Linked DNA regions of Salmo salar: region 2 is linked to region 1. The links are chromatin contacts, called in public Hi-C maps. All regions are on one chromosome and are shown on one strand. Each heading gives the region's core, a stretch centred on a gene start, on an enhancer-like site or on the middle of the called end of the contact. The rest is flanking DNA. Distances are from core to core; before and after follow the strand shown. Region 1 holds the start of LOC106586143 (glutaminase kidney isoform, mitochondrial-like). Region 2 overlaps LOC106586143 (glutaminase kidney isoform, mitochondrial-like).

Region 1 (2,540 bases), core at 22-2,521:
AGAACTTAACTCCAACACTAACTTTCACTATATCAGCTGATCAACTGATAGTAGCTAGACAGGAAGTGCACTTTATTGCACACTGAAGAAAGAGTGAGAAAGGTGTGTGGTGGGGGGAGAGAATACAGTAACACCTTATTTGAAAGTAAAGTGCCTCTCCTTCTCGCCATCCTTCCCCTTTTCTCTTCTACAGCCATCAGTGATAAGAGGCGTTGCCCTAAAACGGTCAGCAATCCAGTTTCCTAATTTGGGCACCTCATCTGCATGTAGTGTTTTCCAGTGGTGCTGCCTTGCCATCACAGCAAGAGGCAAAGCTATATAATACATCATCAGGAATGTGATCCCGTGGGACTGATCCAGCCAATGTCACGTAATTTGAGAGAATGTGTGATGTATAGGATGGTCATCAAGGTCATACTGTTCATTATTCAGTCAAGTTTTATTGTCACCGGCACAAGTACAGTGAAATAGAAGTCAACCTTTCCTTCTATGAGAGGGCTGACTGAACAATATAGAAGCCTCTTCTCTGTTTCTCACACAGCACTTTAACAGTGAGCTAACAAGACTGTCCAATAAATTCCTAAGATATTTTGGTGCTGACAGAGTATTGTCCAATTTAAAATGTCAATCTAAGTATGCCACATTCCAAGGTTAAGGATGGGAACTGACACTGTATGTGTCCAGCTGGGGGAACGAGAGTCTGCATCAATCTGTCTCTCCCAGTAGACAAGGGTTTGTTGTCACAACTTGATTAGAATGATTTGCTACTGCTCCATGGCTGAAGGATAATAGCTGAGCTTTTATGTTTTACTCCTGAGCGTAGTCTAATAATGTAAGCCTATCATTAGATAATGTACATTTGTTTCCATTCATCATCTATGTTTTATTGAAAGTCATTCAAGATATCCATAAATTAAGTTACAATTAAAAGAGCAATTAAAGCTACGCTAGACCTAGCTACCGTAACATTTTCTATACTAACTGAATGACCTCCACATGGGACGTCATCCTTGTTTTGAACAGTATTTTTATGAATTGTGTGATTAAAGTTTCACATACATTCTGGGAAATAAATCGGTATTCGGCACGCGCAATAACTTTCATCAACGCCGTTGAATAATTAAAATATTCCCCGCCGCTAGGGAACAGCAATTCGTCAGAGGAAATGATGCAGGACAAAATTATGATAGAAACCAAGACCAGCCAATCCGCCATAAAGACACTTCCACCAATAGGATATTTGGGGGGCGTAAAATAAGGGGTTTTATTCATTTTACAACGCCAGTACATTACAGTGCTAGTCATCGCCCACTCTGAATGTTAACGTGGTACAGTGACTTGCCTATCTTTCAATTTCGGGTTTTAGGATTTTTCAGGCAGAAATTCTCCTCAACTTGCTCGAAAGGATTGAAATGTTACAGTTTAGGTTTTCGGCAGTGCTGAAGGAGTTGTTTCAATCCAACCTAAAGCGCCCTTTGACAGGTATTACAAGAAATAAAACGTCGTTACCAATCCACTACTGCTCCAGCAACGCCTCTCTTGATGTCAAAGTCAGCTTCAAATTGAAGCTTCTCCATGCCGGTGTCCACCGCCCTTTGCTTTGCGCCGCACCTGGGACCCGGACCTACTGCACGAAGACCGAAGGTGCTGCTATACCTGTGACCGAAAGTGCTATACCGGTGACCGACCAGGAGAAGAAAGATGAGACTGCCAAAGAAGCAGCGACGGAGAAGTAAGTTGAAGGCATGTGGGTGGGCTCCACATTATCCACAAATTGTAGAATTTGTCATAGTCTAAACTAGCCTATGAATATTTGCCCGTAGCCTGCTATTTTTTAGAACAAGGCGCGCCTAATGGTGGCTTTATATTTCATTTATTACAAAGCGTAGGCTAATTATTCCATTAGCTAGCCAGTCACGATCCTGGGCTAAGCCACTCTAATCAAATAACGTTACATTATTGGTCGCATACAAATATTTTGCCGACGTTATTGAAGGTGTAACTAAATGTTTTTTTTTAAAAAGTGTCCGCCATAGTAGTACGGTGTCCCTGGAGCAAATGAGGGTTAAGTGCATTGCTCAAGGGTATATCGACAGATTTATTTTCACCTTGTCGGCTCAAGTATTCGAACCAGCGACCTTTTGGTTACTGGTCCAATGTTATAACCGCTAGGCTGCCTGCCGCCATACTGTCCTTATAAACATGTAATACACTTTGGTGGTAAAATAACTTAGGGGCTCGTTAATTCTACATCAAATAACAAACGTTGTCGAACGTGTATCCACTTTTTCAGTTCTTACAGTGTAGCATGCTTACCTCGATAAGGCCTCTGTAAGAGCGCACGTTTGTTTCCCTCGTGGGAAGTGTACGTTTGTTTTTGTATTTAAAAAAAAAAAGTCACCTTTATTTAATTAGGCAAGTCAGTTTAAGAACAAATTCTTATTTACAATGGCGGCCTACCAAACGGCAAAAGGCCTCCTGCGGGGATGGGGGGGCTGGGATTAAAAATAAAAACACATTAAATAAAAATATAGGACAAA
Region 2 (2,540 bases), core at 31-2,530, 58 kb after region 1:
CACCCTCTAGTGGTTGATGATTAGATTAGAGAAAGCTACCACAGACCCATAGCCTGCAATGCAGCAGATAAGCCACACATAGTCTGCTAAAGCTTCAAGTTAGTAAATGGACCACAAGAGAATACGCTCAAATTGTATTCTATTTCTATGCTAGTGCCATAGTGTTACTCCCAATATGTGAATCTCTACCTTTTTTATTTCTCCAATCAACTCTTTAGAAAACACTGCCATAATCCAACCATAGTATCTGGTCTGTAGTCAATACTGGTAGCTCCTCAAACATGACTCAAGGCTCCTTAAGAAGTATCTTATTGACTGGGTGGCAGAATAGAGAACCTTGGCTAATAAATCTGTCAATATCCCCTGTAGCCTACAGCTTGAGCCAGGACTCACGGTTTGCCTGGGGCTAGAGAACTCACTCTTAACTCCTAAATCACTCCTAATACACTCACTACTCACAAACATACCTATTGGTCTTACTAACTGCTCACAGTGGTCTCACTGCACACAAATAGCTAGTAGAATTTTAAAAATACATATATATTTTGGGACAATATTAAATATTGACAGCTTTATTAGCGAAGGTTCTCTATTCTGCCACCCAGTTAATAAGATGATTCTTAAGGAGCCTTGAGTCATGTTTTGACAACACCAAAGTTAACAGGTCATATATGATCGTGTTCAATGTCTCAAGGCTTATGATATAGGATGTAGCCTATTTTCACGCTGCCATTTCTCAAAAGAATGAATAGATGCTATTCAGTCAGTCACAATGAGAGATGCTTAGACATAAGGGGGTAAAAAGGCCTCCTGGCAAGTCTTACATTGCATTACATTCTACATAATTAATAATACTGCCATTGCCATGGGGTTTTTGTAAGGAGTTGATTGGGATCCAGAAGTCCTGATTGATGTTTGGCAGATTCCGCTTCTCTTTTAGCTGGTTAAGGACTGTGGTAGGGCACATATCCCCCACCCCATGCGTGTGTGTTTGCCTGTTTCCACAAACTGCTTTCCTCCTTCTCTCCAGGTCAAGTCTGTCATCAATCTCCTGTTTGCCGCCTACACCGGAGACGTCTCAGCACTAAGGAGGTACAGTACGCAGCTCTCTTACACACAGATGACACACACACTGACACACACGTTCATGTTCAAAATCATGTTAAATTCATAATACTTGAGTAATTATACCTTTGTTCGTAATGATCCGTCTTCTTTTGTATCTCTGAATAACTTCTGTCTTCTTTCTCTGCCCGTTATCTTCCATCTCTGTGACACTGCTGACCTTTCTGTCGGTGTGTCTGCAGGTTTGCCCTCTCCTCCATGGACATGGAGCAGAGGGACTATGACTCCAGGACAGCTCTACATGTTGCAGCAGCAGAAGGTGCGTCTCACAGCCTCCCTTTCCTGTCACACACGGGGACAAATTGTGTATGTCAGGGTCCTCTGGGAGGGATTGGCAGACTCAGCCCCCTCTGTTTCGTAGGGGTTAATTTGCTGTCCCTTGGCAGCTGCATTGCGAAGTGTGTGACGTCTTTGCTGCAGTGTGTGTGTTTTTTGTTTCTTACGTAACTCCGCCATCTGCTCTACTTTCAGGACATGCAGAGGTGGTGCGCTTCCTCTTAGAGGCGTGCAAGGTGAACCCTGTTCCCAGGGATAGGTAAGCCAACAAACTTGTCTGTCTGCCTTGTTTTTTTAGGTGTTTCTTTTTGTGTGGGTAGACAAGTATATGATACCGTCTCTCGAGTGATAGTAAGCGTCTACAATACAAGTGTACTCCCACTCCAAAATAACACTTTTGTTTGTACCCTGTCATTTTCACAACAACTAGTGTTAGCTCCCAGAACTATGCCTTTGTAGGCCAGTCTAACCCCAGTCAGTCACGCTCGTTATCTTTCCCTATAGGTGGGACAACACTCCAATGGAGGAGGCCTTGCACTTTGGCCATCACGACGTGGTCACCATCCTCCAGGACTATCAAAACAAGTACAACCCACAAGAGATCCCCAAGAAGGTCAAGGAGACGACGGAGAACAACCTGGACGGCCTGCTGTAGTGTAGCCTCGCGAGCCAGCAGATGGCGCCACACTGTTTTTATATCATCTATACTAGACTGCTGTTTTTGTGGTGGGATGCGCTTTTTGGAGTGACTTTTGTCGACTTTGTATGATGTCGTATTTCTGAACTGTGTGTTTGATTGAACATGTTTTTTTTTTTTTATATATATTTTTTATACTCCGTTGTTTTACCGTAAGCTTTTTTGCTTTACCTTCGTCGTACGCTTTGCTCCTTTTGCGACCGTGTTGCTTACTTTTGCTGTATCTTTCGTCTCTCTCTTCCATCACCAAGTGTGTGTTAGGGTCCCAAATCGAAGTGCACAATCTGATTGAATCTTTGTGACAATGGTGTACAATATAAAGTGATATTATTATACATATTCTCCTACATGTAAATTGTATATTTATGTACTGTTGAAAGTTAATGAATTTCATGATATCAAGGACCAATACTTACTGTAATTTAATGTAATAGATCATCTA

The links. Hi-C and Micro-C count contacts between places; a contact is called where the count stands out from the background.
Region 2: a Hi-C map of gill shows a contact between it and region 1, with 2.3 times the contacts expected there. The contact joins the enhancer-like site here to the promoter of LOC106586143 in region 1. A contact is called at or near these places in 3 of 3 Hi-C or Micro-C datasets (blood, gill and muscle).

The regions. Positions count from the first base shown.
Region 1 is chrssa25:10,520,132-10,522,671 of Ssal_v3.1, forward strand. It overlaps LOC106586143 (glutaminase kidney isoform, mitochondrial-like), which reads left to right and starts at 1,272. Exons shown (of 18, transcript XM_014173041.2): 1 at 1,272-1,732. The coding sequence starts at 1,413.
Region 2 is chrssa25:10,578,376-10,580,915 of Ssal_v3.1, forward strand. LOC106586143 (glutaminase kidney isoform, mitochondrial-like) reads left to right here. Exons shown (of 18, transcript XM_014173041.2): 15 at 1,031-1,092; 16 at 1,308-1,384; 17 at 1,597-1,660; 18 at 1,906-2,540. The coding sequence ends at 2,056. Among protein-coding and RNA genes, the nearest start is that of LOC106586142, 30 kb to the right of the region's middle. Within about 2 kb of position 1,281, at least 1 of the 13 cell types and tissues checked has an H3K27ac peak or open chromatin away from gene starts, as enhancers often do. A contact at or near this core is called in gill, where this site is marked.